2 separate regions of the Danio rerio genome follow, and region 1 is linked to region 2. The links are chromatin contacts, called in public HiChIP or PLAC-seq maps. All regions are on one chromosome and are shown on one strand. The core of a region is the stretch at or near the end of the contact, and the rest is flanking DNA. Distances in the headings are between cores, read along the strand shown.

What was found. HiChIP or PLAC-seq counts read pairs in DNA pulled down with a chosen protein or histone mark.
Region 1: a contact with region 2 is called in an H3K4me3 HiChIP or PLAC-seq map of gastrula embryo, with 4 times the contacts expected there. The contact joins the promoter of rbm39a here to the promoter of sox12 in region 2. A contact is called at or near these places in 2 of 4 datasets of contacts at active chromatin or transcription factors (embryo and gastrula embryo).

The regions. Positions count from the first base shown.
Region 1 is chr11:26,395,386-26,398,352 of GRCz12tu, reverse strand. It overlaps rbm39a (RNA binding motif protein 39a), which reads right to left and starts at 1,543. Exons shown (of 16, transcript NM_001012304.1): 1 at 1,293-1,543; 2 at 713-778. The coding sequence starts at 763.
Region 2 is chr11:26,241,371-26,244,565 of GRCz12tu, reverse strand. sox12 (SRY-box transcription factor 12) reads left to right here and starts at 1,791. Exons shown (of 2, transcript NM_001030278.2): 1 at 1,791-2,030; 2 at 2,441-3,195. The coding sequence starts at 2,492. It also overlaps a transcript of pnp4a not described here.

The DNA of each region.
Region 1 (2,967 bases), core at 294-2,793, 150 kb before region 2:
CTTTTAGATGAATAAAAATATTCTTTAATCTTTAACAGAAGTAGGAAGAAAACTACACCTACATCTAGGATGGCATGTGTGTGTGAGAACAGCACATTTTTATTTTTAGGTGAACTACCCCTTTCATTTTGGTTTATTTTCAAATCCATGAATAACGAGACTCTGTGGATTTGCTTGGATACGTCATCTCCAGGATTTCTGCACTAAGATTATGACATTTTAGACCAATATATTTTCAGTGGATACCTCCCATATGTTTATACTATAAAACATGCAGCATTATTCTAGCCATTATGGAAGAAAAACTTCCTTGTAAAAGCTAAGAAAACCATGCATACAATAACAAATACAGTCTCCACAGAGTTTATACCAGATCTTTATGTTCATCCACTGCATTTATTCTGGCGGTACCTATGTATCAATTTTGCCTATGTATTTCAACCAAGGGTACCACAGTACATCAATATATTGGGCAATTACTACCTTCATTTTTTTGACAGTTCACACTGGAATTCATGGGAGTAGAGGTGAGATATAGGCAAGTCTACAAAAAGAGATAGATGGGCAATTTATTCATTGAAACCACTATCACAGAAACATTCAAGTTATTGATCTGACAATAAAGACTTAGAGAAAACACGACTGGTTAGCAGTTTCAAACCAAAGGTCTACAGATTATTGAGCACATTTATCAACTTGAACAAATACCCACCTTTTTATATGGAGCCTCGAGCATTGCTTCAATGTCCAAATCATCGGCCATGTTGTTGTTGTTGATCTGCAAACGAGGAAAATTGTGTTTTTACAGCTGTTTGAGTGTTAAACTTAATACATAAACAACATTTAACAGTATAGGATATTTAAATGAACCGTATCTCAAAATAGCCCCCAAACTGTACATTGCTGACTTCGCAGACACGCGTGACTGGACGGGGTCATAAAACGCACGCTTAACGTTAGCTTCCTGGCTAATTGTTTTTCTCATAGCCAGTCGATATCAAACCAGTTATTTGTCGTATTTTGAAATAGTTGGTGCATTACTAGCAAATATACCAAACATATGTGAACTGTTAGATGTTTTTTTGTCAACATTTAGGTAGGGAATTTTAAAGCTTGCTTTGTTAGCTTGCGAGCTAACAGGCTGAAGTCGTCTCGTTATAGCAAACAAACGGAAAGTACCATCTTTTAATATTGAAAATACAATGATAGGATTTCAATACATAACTTTTCCACACAACACCTACAATAACGTTTCTCCAAACAGCCACTAATAGTTGGCCCTTTCGCCTTACCTTAAAACGTTTACACTGCGGCCTACAGAGCGTCACAGTCTTGGCTCCACAAACGAGCGGTAAATCCCGGATCTACGGTCCGTTTCAGCTACAGTTGCAACCCTGGTCGATTGATTCGAATCCACGCAAACCTAAAAAACACAATTATATTAAGCCAAAACTTTGTCGTTTCAATTAATACTAGTCACAATGTGTGCGTTGCGGTTATAAACGACGAACTGACTGGCGGCAAACAATCCCTGCGCGTGCACGTCTCGTCTTGTTGCATAAGAAGAGTAACGCGCGAGCCCGAGAGTCCAGCAGAGGGAGCTCGTGTTTAACACACTGAAAGCGGAAAAACCGAGAAGCCCCTGTCTGCAGCCTGCAGAAATGGGCGGAGATGAATGTGGGGCGGGGCTGCACATTCAGCCACGCCCACCTGTAATTTCATTGGTTAGTGGAAACGAATAGCGTGAATGCCCACTACGTGATGTCAGTAAACAGGAAATGCATTTTCAACTTCTTAAATATTGTTTTTATTGTTAATAAACACAAAAATACACAAAAGTGGTCATTCTTGCTGAGTGTTTTATATGTTAATTATGTTAACAGTTATGTGAATTTCATAATGGTATTTCTCCTGCTAAAAAATATTACAAAAGACTCAAAAGACTCTTTTCACAATGGTGTCACTTAAGAAATGCAGTGATTTTAATTCTGATATTTTAATGGTTTATTATTTTGCTTCAAAATGCTATTGCATATTGCATATTTACAACAAATAAAGACAGAGTCTGAAAAAATCAATAAATAAAAATGCAGTGTTTTAGTTCAGTTTAATTTTTTTTACCTTTGAATGGGAGAGATCTCTGGAAAATTTACAATTGAAAATATTAAAATTATACTTTGATTTAAGGCTATTCAAAATATTGGCCATGTGTCCAATTGTTTCTCTTTTAATACTGCACTGCTTTGAGTTTTATTAAGAGCAGGGATAAGATATTATTTATTAAGGGAAGTATATGTTTGTAACCTTTTTACTTATTAAATCAGATTATTTCATCATATAATGGATTTATTTTTACTTTTATGCTGCTATGAATATAAACGTATATTATCTGTTATATGTAAATGTTCCAGCATGATTAAATTGTTTTATTTTTTTTTCATATTACATGGTGTGTCATCTATGGATGCAATCAATTTTATTATTTATTATTTACTAATCCATTAAAGTTTTGTTCAGTTTCTCCATTTGAATGAAGACAGTGCTCTGCTGCTACCTACTGGGTGGTTTTAATATCTGTTCTACATTTTAATTAGTAAGTTACAAATAATTTTATAATCTAATATTACTGAATTAAAATGCAGTCTTCTTGGTTTTATTTTTGTAATATTTGTAGATACAGGGTAAATACTTTAATACCACTTTCTAACAACCCTTCTGGATCCATTTCTTCACTGTAGATCTTTAAAAATATTTTTTGTAATGATTTTGTTTGGTTATTAAGAGTCACATACAACATTGTTATTCTATTTCATTTAATTAGAATATTAAATACACTTAATATTATATTAATAGGGTGGCAAAAATGGACAGTTTTATTTATTACTTATCTATTAGGACACAAATTAAAGAAAATAAATTTGACATTAATAAGTGCAGCACTCGTGTAAACTTCTAAATTTTTAATTT
Region 2 (3,195 bases), core at 542-3,041:
TTTTTTACATTGAATATAAAATGAAAGCATAGAACAGATTGACATTTAAAAGCAAAGGGCGTCCCGTGGTGGTTTGGTTGTCACCCTTTATAGAAAGATTGAAAATACAGGAGAAATACGGTAAAATCTTCATGCGGAATGACAGCGAAATAGAATTGTAAAATATGGGAGAATCCCGAGAAAAAAAATCGGTTGACAGGTTGACAGGTGTGCCGTATACATTTCTGGAGAGCAATAATTATGTAGCCAGAGCTATGTATGATTGCATTTTGTCTTTAAAATGAACGTATGAGGCGGTATGATGCCGTCGCCGACCTCTGTTTCTTTTTATTATACCGGCTGTCTATTTACCTCAGTGTGGATGGCTTTTCTTCTGTTACCAGTTTGTCCAGTGGCTCGCCGTGTACATCATCAAACTTGAGAGGTCGAGACATTTTAATTGCAACGATGGGGTTCAAGTCTGGGGAAGCAAGGTTCCAGAAAGCAGGTAAAACAAAAACAAAAGCCAAAAAAAATAAAATAAACAACTAAATAATGTGGTGAGAACATGGTGAGATCTGAAAACATGGTAAAAGTTAGGTAGCCGCAAGGGCTTTACTTTTTCTGGATTGCTTTTATAGATACTGTTGGTTGGGTTTAGGCAAGTGGTTGATCGGGTCAATCATTGCTTTTAAAAACACTATTGGTTGGGTTGAGGGAAGTGGTTGATCGGGTCAATCGGTGCTTTTGAAAACACTATCGGTTGAGTTTAGGGAAGGGGTGGGTGGGGTGATTGGTCAGTCGGATGTCTGTCAGTCGACAGTGGCCTCTGGTGGATTGATGCAAAAACAGCAGACACAAATGGCACTCGCGAGAAAAATTTGAGATCTGAAAAAGTGTACACTGCGTATATAGGGATATAAATATCTGTATAGAGGGTTATGAATCAATAATGAGCCTAGGTTGAATAAATGGCCCATATAGAGATTCTTATAGGTAAATAAAATCAATATAAAAAAATCACAATAAAAACAATGCTTAATAATATTTAAATTGCTTATTTTAATTAGTAGTTATTAGTTATTATTATTAGTAGTATCATAATAATAACAAAAACAACAATAATTGTTATTAACATTATACTTTTATATAATTGTGATAGAAACTAAAATATTATTTTATTTATTTGAATTATACTGATAATTGCTGTTGTTATAATAATAATAATATATTTTATATATTATTGTTATTATTATTATTTTAATATTATTCATTCATTCGTTTATTTTCTTTTCGGCTTATTCCCTTTATTTATTTTAATATTAATTTACTGTAATAAATCAAGGCAAAGACAATCAAAACTAAAGAGCCCCAAAACTAAAAAAGTTAGTTATAAAACAGAATCAAATGTTTACTTTCATATTTCTATGCATTGTGCATCAGAAAGCTAAAAATGCCAACACTGTATCCATGCCTGCAGTTGTGCCAGTTCCAGCAATGCAAATCAAAAACTACAACACACAAACCGATGAAAACATGATTCTACATGTGCCAGACTGCCTTGAAGGTCTTGTCCTAATTTAAGTTTTTGCTTGTAGCATTTAACACCTCCTCAGTTAGCATCTCTTTCTTTCCATCCGCTGCACTGTAGCTGTGCCTCACTGCATGGAAACTTTCACCCCCCCATCCTTGACACTCACACACCCACATGCACACAAACACACGACACACAGAGCAGTGGGTGGAAGGGGAGGAGACTGTGTCTGCTAAGGTTGAGCTGTTTACAGTGTGGGTTTATAAAACAGCAGACGAGGGGGGGCGTCTCTACAAAGAGGCAGGAGGAACGGCAGACGAGGATAGAGAGAGTGACGGAGAGGATAGAGAGCGTCTGAGAGAGAGGATCCGCATGCGGGACAGAGGAAGAAAACAGCAGGCAGACGCTGGACAGCTTTTTTTTTGACTTGCACCACAACTGCTACAGCAGAGGAAATGCTTATATGAAGAGAAAAAGTAATTGTGCATAGTAAGCAGAAGCTGTCTTCGCTTGTATTGTAAGTACCAAACATTTATCTCAAAATTACATATATAATTATATGTGTACATATATATATATATATATATATATATATATATATATATATATATATATATAGTAACAAGAGTAGCAATATTAATGTAGTACAGTGATAGTATATTTAAAAAGTAGTACTATAATAAAGTAATATTAAAACTTATCAGAAATAAATGTTTACATACATTGTGTGCATTTACAGTGTGCATTTTATACGTTTACATATATTTTTGTTATCATTAATATTATCATAAACAATTATTAAACACTTGGTACTGTGTATAACAACACACAACACATATTACATCTTAAGAAATCAGCACAATGTCATTTATATTTAACAAACAAGTTTATAAGAGGTCACTGAAGGCATATCTGTCCCTATTTCAGGATAAAAGCTGGAATTGGTGAGTTGCTGCATCTTAGAGTGTCTCGTCATGGATGACTCTAGGGAACCTACTGAATAGATCTCAGCGCTGCATCATGGTTCAGCAAAGAACCCACAAATACTCGTCAGTCATGGACAGCAATTCAAGCAGGGAGGTGTTTGTGGGACTGGCGGCTGAGGACGATGCCGAGGTGTTTGGACATGTACCTTCTAACAAAGACCCCAACTGGTGCAAAACTCCAACTGGGCACATCAAAAGACCAATGAACGCTTTTATGGTCTGGTCTCAGATTGAGAGACGGAAGATCATGGAGCAATGGCCTGATATGCACAATGCAGAGATTTCAAAGCGCCTTGGGAAACGCTGGAAACTACTGCCTGACTATGAGAAGATACCCTTTATCAAAGAGGCCGAAAGACTGCGTCTAAAGCACATGGCTGACTATCCTGACTACAAGTACCGGCCCAGGAAGAAAAGCAAGGGCTCAACCCCTGTCAAACTTGGTGAGAAGTTGCCTATGAAATCCAGCAAGCCCCTTCCAGGAAGATCTTCCGGGCTCTCCTGCAAAGGGCTTAAGATCAAACCTGCTTCTTCAAAGCATAAAATGAACTTTAGTAGCAATAAATACAAGAGCTACAGTGAGAGCATGAGCGACGACGACACCATGGATGTAAACCTAGAAAGTCCAGTGACTCAGCAAGACGATCGCAACACGTCAAGTCACTTTGTCCTTCACCAGCAGGCTACTGTTCAATC